2 separate regions of the Mus musculus genome follow, and region 1 is linked to region 2. Evidence: chromatin contacts called from public Micro-C data. All regions are on one chromosome and are shown on one strand. Each heading gives the region's core, a stretch centred on a gene start, on an enhancer-like site or on the middle of the called end of the contact. The rest is flanking DNA. Distances are from core to core; before and after follow the strand shown. Region 1 holds the start of Cachd1 (cache domain containing 1). Region 2 holds the start of Foxd3 (forkhead box D3).

Region 1 (5,195 bases), core at 1,160-3,659, 1.1 Mb after region 2:
TCATAAATAGCACAGGTAGTAGTAGATGATGGCCCTGCCAAGCTAGGGCTGTTACAGGTGCTGCCCAATGAAAACATGCTAAAAGGACAGAAACCATAGAAACGGGCAAAGAAAAAATTAGGGAAATGATCCCAGTGAGGTAAGATAGGCCCTCGGGATGCTTCTGAGAGAAGCTGCACAGGTGTGTATCCTGTGCTTGATGGAGATGGTAGAAGAGGGCAGAGGACAGAAGTCGGCCTTGGGTGTTGTCCTCAGTCACTCTCCACTTAAGGTTTTTTTTTGTGACAGGGTTTCTCACTGAGTCCAGAGCTCAGGTTGGCTAAGCTGGGTCCACACATCTCTGCTGTCCCTTCACCTACACCTTGTTACAGAGAAACACCATCATGCCTAGTATTTACTTGGGTGCTGGGATCAAAATTCATGTTCTCATGCTTGCACCTAGTAGGCATCTTATTAACTGAGTTCTTTCTTCAGCTCAGAAGCTCAGTTTTTATTACTAAGATTTTTTTTTTTTCTTTTTGAGACAGGGTTTCTCTGTATAGCCCTGGCTGTCATGGAACTCACTCTGTAGACCACCAGGTTGGCCTCACACTCAGAAATCTGCCTGTCTCTGCCTCCCAAGTGCTGAGATCAAAGGTTTGTGCCACCACTGCCTGGCTATGACTGAGTTCTTAAAAATCAAAGAGAGAAACTGGAAGGCGTTACTATCAAGTAAAGCAAAGAATAACTAGTTTTGTTTTCCTGCTCCGCCTCTGGTAGTTAACGTAGGCAAACCCTATAACCTGTTGTATTTGTTACTTTTCTATTGCCATGATAAGACATCATGACCAAGACGACTCATAAAATAAAATGTTTTATTTGGGGCTCATGGTTTCAGGGAGTTAGAATCCATGGCTATCATAGAGGGGATGTGGGGGGGGGGGCATGATGAAAGACAGGCATGTTTCTGGAGCAGTAGCTGAGAGTTCACGTGTCCAGACACAGTCCTGGGGCAGAGAGAGCTAACTGAGAATTTTTTTTTAAAGATTTGTTTATTTATTACACATAAGTACACTGTAGCTGTCTTCAGACACCCCAGAAGAGGGCATCAGATCTCATTATGGATGGTTGTGAGCCACCATGTGGTTGCTGGGATTTGAACTCTGAACCTTCGGAAGAACAGTCAGTGGTCTTAACCGCTAAGCCATCTCTCCAGAATGTTTTTTTTAAACCTCAAAGACCATCCCTAGTGGCACACTCCTCCAAAATGACCACACCTTCTAATTGTTCCCAAACAGCCCCAAATTGGGGACCAAGTACTCAAACATAAGAGTATGGTGGGGGGCATTCTCAGTTACCCCCTCCCCTCACATTTGCCTACCCATAGCTGTAGTTTCTAGGACTCTTGAAGCAGCACATTCATAGTCTATAGGAAAGTGAATGAATGCTTTATACAGGGACACTCGCCCTGCAGCACACACTTGTTTCTCTATGGTGGCTCTCAGAGAGCCTGATCCAGTACTCAGGAGCCATACCTGCCATGCTTATGAAAGCAGGAGGATGCTATGAGCTCAACTTCAGCTTTGTTTTCGTTTTTATTTTTTATTTGTTATTTTTGCCTGTAATGGAGTCAGATGGATTTATACACACAAACACAAAGAGAGAGGGCAGGAGGGAGGGAGGGAGGGAGGGAAGGAGGGAGGGAGGAGAGAGAGAGAGAGAGAGAGAGAGAGAGAGAGAGAGAGAGAGAGAGAGAAACATCCAGTGGAAGGTCAGAGCACAGGCCTGAAAGTAATACTTGTGCTTAAACTCTGGGTCAGTAGCTTATCCCTGGGTGACCTTCAGCTATTTGTTGCAACTCCCTAAGGCTCGGAGTTTGTTACCTGAAAATTCAGGATCAAGATACAACCTCTTAGCCTCGTCCTGGGATTAAAGGATAATGAGTCACACACACTGAATGTAGACCTCAGAGTATTGTGCTGGCCACATGATAGCTGGTTACAAACCAAGTCCGCTGTGCCCACGAGGGCGAGCTATTGTTACTAATAAAAAATGAGGAAAGGGAGTTAAAGCTCTAAAGACAGTTGCTCCCTTCCTAGGTCTGGGTCAGGCAGAAAGCCCGAGTTCTCGAACTTAAAAGGGACTTTGGGTGGTGGGTGGGTGGAACCTGTAACACTTGGGACCCGAGATCTCCTGCACGGGCCGAGTCAGGGGGTGGGGGCGGTCGCGTGGCCAGCTATGGGAAGGTCTCAAATGATCCCCTTCTCAGGCCAGAAGGGTCCTGTGCAAGCGAGGTCCCCCAGTATCCCGGGCCCCCAGCGTCCCAGGGCGTCGCCCCGTGCAAGGAGGGAGAGGAGGGGCGAGCGCGGGACTTTCCCCGCCTCCCTCCTCTTTCCATAAATCACCGCTGCAGCGGCAGCGGCGGAGCCGGGAAGTGTACGGAGCCGGAGCGCAGCGTGGTGGCACCAGACACCTCCCTTTTCCCCGCCGCTTTCTTTCCTTTCTCTTCTCTCACTTCGGTCTTTTAAACCTCCCTCTCCCTCCTCGCCGGGAGACCGCCCCGGTCGCCTCGCCGCGCCTACACTGGTGGCGCCGCCGCCGTCTCCGGGCTGCGCCGGGACTCGGGAAAGCGAAGGCGGCGCCGCTCCGCCGGTGCTCTCAGCCGCCCGCCCGGCCTGCGGGCGCCGCGGTCTTCGAGCCGCTGCCGCCGGGCGATGGTGGCCGCCCGCGCGCCCGCGCTGCAGCCGGGCGCCCCCTAAGTTTTCCAGCTACAGCCGCCGCGCCGTGGAGCCGAGAGCGCAGGAGACGAGGAAAGTTTGGCGGGCTGCGCCTCCCGCGGCCAGCGCCCGAATCCCGTCGGCGGGAGTGGCCGGAGGCGGCATGGCCCGCGAGCCGGAGGAAGAGGAGACCGTAAGGCCGGCCGCTGTGGTCCGCCGCTGTCCTCGCTGCCCTGGCTGGCCTGGGGCCCCGCGGCCGCCCCTTTGGCTGCTCTGCCTTGTGGCATGCTGGATCTTGGGCGCCGTGGCCGACGCCGACTTCTCCATCCTGGACGAGGCGCAAGTGCTGGCGAGCCAGATGCGGAGGCTGGCTGCCGAGGAGCTGGGGGTGGTCACCATGCAGGTAAGCGACCCCCTTCGCGCCGCCTCACTTGCAGCGCTCTCCCGCTGCGCAGAGCCCTGGGCCGCTGCACGGAGTGCCCAAGCGGGCTGTGGGACCTCTCGGTTCCTGCAGACTTCACCACATCCAGTGCTCTCTGTCCCGTGTACTCATTTGCCGCTGCCCTCTTCTGCAGAGCCTCTGCCCCGCACCCACTTTCCCCCTCTTCTCGGCCCCGGCTCCTTTCTTGTTGGCTGGGGATTCTCTGCTCTATCCGCGCTTCCTTCCCCAGTTTGCACTCTCTTCCTTCGCAGATTTGTTTTCACTCGTCACTCCTGCAAACTCCCCTTTCCTCTTTGTGTTCCCATCCCTAGGCAGCGGTCCCGCCCGGCTCGGGGCATTCTCCAAGGCTCCCCCACTCCACCCTCTTGAAACCTCCCAGCGTCCTGGAGACCAGGCGCACGAGTGGGCGAGGGAGCGAAGGTAGATTGTCCGCCTGGGCCGCAGGACTGTTGGGGTCCGGGCGGCCCAGCAACCGGGGCTCGCTCTCCCTGCCCTGCCGCTTTGGGGGAGGGGAGGGGCTGATCTGGCGGATCCCCCGCTCCAGTCCTTCTGGGGACTCTTTTTCTTTCCGCTCTTGCGGCCATTGGTCGCCTCTTGTCCGCTGTGTAATTTCTGGTTTGTGTGTGCCTTCGCTGGGAAGGGCAAGGTGAATAGGGTTTCCATTTTTTTCCCCCTGCGTCTTTTGGCCTTCCCTAGGGTTGTAGATTAATTGCCTTTGGCTGATAAGGATTTCTGACGATGCTACTAATAACCCACAGTTGTAAAAATTGCTAGACAGCAACCACCTGGAGATCCTATCGCGCCGTTATTCTCATCTTCTTGGCGAAGAAGGCCCACTCAATTAGGAACTGATGAGATGACACTCCGAGTACCAAGCCAGCGAAACAGCCTAGTGCTCCAGACAACTAACTCATTCCCGTAATAATGGTGGCGGGACTGGCCTTCGAAAGGCCGAAGTTTTCAGGAATGTGGTGTCAAAATAGGTTTCTGATTTCGAACCTAGAGTGACCATTCCACCTCCTACGGGCGAGATGTTTTGCTTCTCTTTGGGATTCAGGTTTCTGACGGCTTTCTTGAAAAAGAGAAAGAGAGAGAGAGAAAAGAAAAAGAGCCCAGAAACCTACTTCCACCCAGGCCCCCTAAGAGGCTGCATGCAGTATGCTTAAAACAAGTTTCACCTCGGCCCTAGCTTTTTTAAGGTGGAGAGATTGCTTTGCTGGGAGGGTAAATTTACATTTATTTGTAGAAATCCAGCCCGGACCTGCTGCGGAGGGGGATTTTCTTTATTTCCATGATAACAGCTACTCTTTTAAAATGCATTTTTCTATTGCTTCCTACTCTCGTCTTGATTTAGGTTCAGTTTTAATTTCTTCCATGTGCATTTTCTGGTTGCTGGCGCCCTGACCTAGGGATGGAGGGCTTTGGGAGGCAGTAAAATCATCTAGATTTGCTTTGCCTTGGTGAATGCGTTAATTTAGAAACAAACAGAACCGTGTTTTCCCACAGAGGATTTTTTTTTTTCACAAAAGGGATTTCAAATGGTGCCACCTGAAGTTTTGCTTTCAGGATTAGGTCGCCTTTGCCATCTTCACTCAATTCCTAGGACAGGACGAGGGATGGTACCCCCCCCCCCCTTCCTGTAATCTTAAAGGCTTGCTATTTCTAAGATTCTGGCAGCAATTTTATGGTTTCTCACCCTGGTCCTTGACAAAAGGTGATCCTGACGCATTGTCATTCAGGTGGGGAGACACTTTAAACACTAAGAAAAAAAAAAAGCTGGAGTCGGTGGGGTGGGTGTGTGTGTGCCCAAATGGCCCTTTATCTCTTTTCCAATTGGCCCCTCTCTAACACCTTTGCAACCCCGTTGGGAAAACGGACCTCCTGTGGACAGGGTTTTGTCTGGCAAAATGTAAAGTGGCCTCTCTCCTTTTTTCAAAGGAGAGGTGCTTACTGTATTTAAATTCCCCTTCTTGAACTATATACATTGATCTGCCACTTGCTCCTATCTGGGAAATTGTGAGAAGAACCCCCTTTAAAGTAGCCAGACTGTCAGCTTT
Region 2 (5,070 bases), core at 2,265-4,764:
GCTTCCCCAGCCCTTTACTGCCAACTCTGCCAGTCCCAGGAGAAACCGGTGTCTCTCCACTTCATTCTCATTAGGCGGAATCGGTTCCAACACTTGAGCAGGTGAGGCCGCTGGCTGCCACCTTACTTTTAAATATCTCCTGGGAAGTTTGCTGGCTGACCCAAGTTGTCATTCCCATTCTTAACTGTGTTACAGTGTGCGCCCCTTCTCCCTCAGCGACCCCAATAATCTTTGGCGACTGAATGTTTATCCTTGCTCACCATTTCGGTTCCCTGTGTCACGCCTCCCACCCCAAAGTATATCACTCTCCCCGATTCTTTATTTCGGTTGCAAAGTTTCGCGGTGTCTGAGGACATAGGTTTTTAGAGGCAAGCTACAATCTCACCGCTAACTATTTAGCGCGGAATCCAGCTGGCTTCAGGCAGATTCCCGCGGCGATGAGCCCTCCCCCCCGCCAACCTTTCTGCCTCTCACCTGTACTACACTACCGCTTAGCTGCTGCTTCCTCCAGCACAGAGGCTGTGCCGAAACTGATGTCCACCCGAAGAGAAGAAAACCACAGAGGGTCCCCAAACAGAGCGATCACGGGAATCTCTGCGGTCTCCTCTAGAAATCGATATTAAGCCGCTAGGCCCGCGCGGGCGACGGGTTTGGGGACAGCAGCCTGAGCGTCTCATCATTTAGCTAATCGAGTCGAAAAGTTTCTGTAGGGGCCGGACCCAGCATCAGATGGTAACACTGATTGAACAAGAGATTAGCACAATAGATCTCTAACCGAGGGGAAGCGTTGCTTTTCACGCTACGCACCGTAATTAATGGTATGAATCAATTAATTTGACTTTTATTGTGTCGAAGGAAAAAGGCGCAACAAATGGAACCGGCAGCTGGGAGTTGTTCACCACCCCTTTCCCCAGAGAGGTTCCAAGGAGATACACGGGAACGGACCGCCCAGATCCGGCCTTGGCGAAGGGGGAGAGGCAGCCGTCAACGAGGCGGACAAAGTCTCCTGAGCCAGCTCAGGCTAGCCGGGAAATCGAAATTAGGCTCATTTGGAGACTAAAAAGCGGCCTCGAGAGCAGCCTTGAAGCCAGGGTTCTCGCGCGCGTACAAGCCTTCGCCAGAGGCTCCGCCATCAAGATCGCGGTCCGGTCCACTCTGAGCCTTGCGCCCGCCAATACAACTGGCAATCCAAGTTGGGCAAAAGGTTTTCCTAAATTTGTAAATTTGGATCGTGTTTTCTTTTCCTCCCCACCTTCCTTTGAGTTGCTTGAGCAGTCGCCACTGTGACCTCTTGCCTAGGGTGCAGCCAGCTCCAGCTGGTAGCTCCTGTCGGTTTCCCGAGAAGACTGTCTAGTCAGCGGAATAGACGTTTTTGAGTCAGCGCGTCATTAGTGGTGCAGCTGCGGAAATCAACTCAGGCATGCGTTTTAGGGCCAGGTGTAACCCCAAGATCAACTGGAAACAAACAAACAAACAAAAACCATAGAGATTCCAGACCTCTCAGGATAGTCACTGCTCTCCCCACCCCCACCCCCGCCCCCCAAGCCTGTAGCCGCCCAACTCGGAGCAGCATTGAAATCCATACGCAAAGAGCTACTGGTATTGATGGGAGAGTTGTGTAATGGGATAATCGTCAACCTGTGGTGTCCTAATGCCTGTAAAAATGCAATTTTGCATATTAAGATATTTTATTAATTTGATGTAACTAGGAAAAATGGCTCTAGGTGACGATACAGAATCAGAGGCACACTGGCAACCTGGAAGTACCTAACTTTTTCGCTGTTTCCTATAAACAATACAGAAATTGTTTCCTCCCTGACTTCCTCCTCTCATTCTCTTATAACCTGGGGTTCATAGATCCTTCCCCTAGGCCTTCAGCACACAAATTAATCGGGTTTCAAGAAGGCTCAAATCGGTAAGTGCTCTCCTCTGACAAAGAAGCGGCCTAAAAGCGAGGGGGGTGGGGTTGGTCAGGGCGACCAAGGTCATCTCAAACCACTCCGGGCTGGGAACACCAGTTCCCCTCGGACGGACGTACCGAGTCCACTCACCTCAGCAACAGCAGGCGCTGACCCTGGGTCACTTTAAAGTCCCCACCCCAGCATCTCTGGGATTTCCCAGTCTCTCCTACCAGAGCTGACATTCCTTGTACTTCACGTGCGCTGGACACATCCTCGCCTCTTCTTTGGCGCAGATTTCTACAGAAGTTAAGTCTTGGATAGTTTATTCACACTTTAAGAGATAACCCACATTAGTTAGCAGCAGAGGTGAGCCCACTCCCGCCAGCACGCCCTGGGACACTGTGGTTCCTTGGAGGTCGTGCCCTCCACTCGGAAGTATACGCCAGCTCCCCCCAGTTTTCCAACCCCCCCCAGTCGGTGCGCCACGTCTAATAACAAGGCCCAAAGCCTCTTCCCCAATCCTCTCCACTTACCCAAGACCGCTGCCAATGCCTGCTCCGTTTCCAGCTCATTTCCGACTTTTTCTGTGCTAAGTCGTTTAACAACTCCAACAGCCAGTTATGACGTCTTTGTTTATAGGTTCCCTGCTATTTTACGTCCTTTTTATTTCTCTGCAACTATCCTAATAGGTTAATCGATAGCTATTCTCTGACCTCGGGAAACCCCAGCTGATGGTGTTGTGACCGTTGCGAATATATATATATATATATATATATATATATATATATATATATTCCTGCGTCGTGCCCGGAAAGCTAGGGTAAGACTTGAGTAGTTAGATTTGGGGGTGATGCGAGGCACATCAGCAGATGTCTTTTCTCTGGAATAGCCCTGAAACAGGAGGGGGTCTGAGGCCTAATTAGCAAAAGGAAGCCGGATGTGTTCCTTTAATCCTTGAATCGAAAACAAAACCCCAAAGCAAATCAAAATAGTAAGTTTTTTTCTTTTCTTTTCTTTTTTTTTTTTTTTTTAAATCACAACCTTGTTCTGCATTGCCAGTTGGTCTATATAATATTAGCAAAGAGGGGAGGGCAGGGTAGTAAGAAAAATGCAGGGGGCGGAGAGGGCAGGGTGGTAAGAAGCCCTACAGTCCGGAGGACACTCTTAGGCCCACGCCCTCTCCACCCCCACCCACCCACTCTCACGCCCTCCCTGAACCCCACACCCGGCTCCAGCGTGGGCAGGGGTCTCCCAACAGCCCGAAGAGCTTTCGGGGCCTGCGGGATGCTAGCGCCTAGTCGGTGAGGAGTTGCGCTTCTGTCGTCCCTTTGTTGACAATTCCCTGAACCAACTTGAGTTTGGCCAGCTCCACGGCGGCCCTGACGTCACGCGCGGTCACGTGGCCCCGCCTCCCTCTGGATCTTTAAGTAGAAAGTAATCTATCAGGCCAGTCCTTAAAACGGGACTTTCGACTACCCAGGCTTGGCTTCCCTGTCACCACCCCCCCAACCCCCAACCCCGCGGTCGCCCATGCCCGCGCCCTCCAGAGCTGCTTGGAGCCCGGCGTCCCGCGCTTGCCTGGACCGCTCCTGAACCCCACGCCCAAACCAGAGGTCGAGGAAGGCTGGTGAAGTGAGGGGGTGCGGCGTGGAGAAACCTCCGGGGTCGCGAGCAGTAGCTGTCTCCTCGTAGAGAAGCGTCGAGGACCGCAAGAGTTCGCGGAGCGCGGCTGCGGAGCGCAGCGCCCGCACCGCGCGATGCCAGGCCTCCTCGTGTGAGCTGACCCGACAGGGCCCCGAGCTACCTGTGCCCTCTCCCCCCCCCCCGGCTTTCTTTCGGGGGACACTCACACCTCCTTTGCCTGAGCTCCGCGGCCGCCCCTCGCGGCCCCCCTCGCTCTCTGCTCGCTCCTGGCCGCCGCCACCAACCCCGCGGAGGGATGACCCTCTCCGGCAGCGGCAGCGCCAGCGATATGTCCGGCCAGACGGTGCTGACGGCCGAGGACGTGGACATCGATGTGGTGGGCGAGGGCGACGACGGGCTGGAGGAGAAGGACAGCGACGCCGGGTGCGACAGCCCCGCGGGGCCTCCGGACCTGCGCCTGGACGAGGCGGACGAAGGGCCACCGGTGAGCGCTCATCACGGCCAGTCTCAACCGCAAGCCCTGGCACTGCCCACCGAGGCGACCGGGCCGGGGAACGACACGGGAGCTCCGGAGGCCGACGGCTGCAAGGGCGGCGAGGACGCGGTGACAGGCGGCGGTGGGCCCGGCGCGGGCAGCGGGGCGACGGGAGGTCTGACCCCGAACAAGCCCAAGAACAGCCTGGTGAAGCCACCCTACTCTTACATCGCGCTCATCACCATGGCCATCCTGCAGAGCCCGCAGAAGAAGCTGACCCTGAGCGGCATCTGCGAGTTCATCAGCAACCGTTTTCCGTACTACCGGGAGAAGTTCCCCGCCTGGCAGAACAGCATCCGCCACAACCTGTCGCTCAACGACTGCTTCGTCAAGATCCCCCGCGAGCCGGGCAACCCGGGCAAGGGCAACTACTGGACCCTGGACCCCCAGTCCGAGGACATGTTCGACAACGGCAGCTTCCTGCGGCGCCGGAAGCGCTTCAAGCGCCACCAGCAGGAGCACCTGCGCGAGCAGACGGCGCTGATGATGCAGAGCTTCGGAGCCTACAGCCTGGCGGCGGCGGCGGGCGCAGGACCCTACGGCCGCCCCTACGGCCTGCACCCCGCGGCGGCTGCGGGCGCCTACTCGCACCCCGCGGCGGCGGCGGCGGCCGCGGCTGCTGCGGCGCTCCAGTACCCGTACGCGCTACCACCCGTGGCTCCCGTGCTGCCGCCCGCAGTGCCCCTGCTGCCCTCGGGCGAGCTGGGCCGCAAAGCGGCCGCCTTCGGCTCGCAGCTCGGTCCGAGCCTGCAGCTACAGCTCAACACCCTGGGCGCCGCCGCGGCAGCCGCGGGCACGGCGGGCGCGGCGGGCACCACGTCGCTCATCAAGTCCGAGCCCAGTGCGCGGCCGTCGTTCAGCATCGAGAACATCATAGGCGCGGGATCCGCGGCGCCCGGGGGCTCGGCTGGGGGTGGTGGGAGCGGCGGCGGAGCCGGGGGTGGCGGGGGCAGTGGGGGCGGCGGCGGCGCGCAGTCCTTCCTGCGGCCG

Evidence for each region. Hi-C and Micro-C count contacts between places; a contact is called where the count stands out from the background.
Region 1: a Micro-C map of embryonic stem cells shows a contact between it and region 2, with 9 times the contacts expected there. The contact joins the promoter of Cachd1 here to the promoter of Foxd3 in region 2. A contact is called at or near these places in 5 of 484 Hi-C or Micro-C datasets (differentiating embryonic stem cells and embryonic stem cells) and 2 of 115 datasets of contacts at active chromatin or transcription factors (both in embryonic stem cells).

Annotation. Positions count from the first base shown.
Region 1 is chr4:100,774,270-100,779,464 of GRCm38.p6, forward strand. It overlaps Cachd1 (cache domain containing 1), which reads left to right and starts at 2,410. Exons shown (of 27, transcript NM_198037.1): 1 at 2,410-3,099. The coding sequence starts at 2,860.
Region 2 is chr4:99,652,785-99,657,854 of GRCm38.p6, forward strand. It overlaps Foxd3 (forkhead box D3), which reads left to right and starts at 3,515. Exons shown (of 1, transcript NM_010425.3): 1 at 3,515-5,070. The coding sequence starts at 3,841.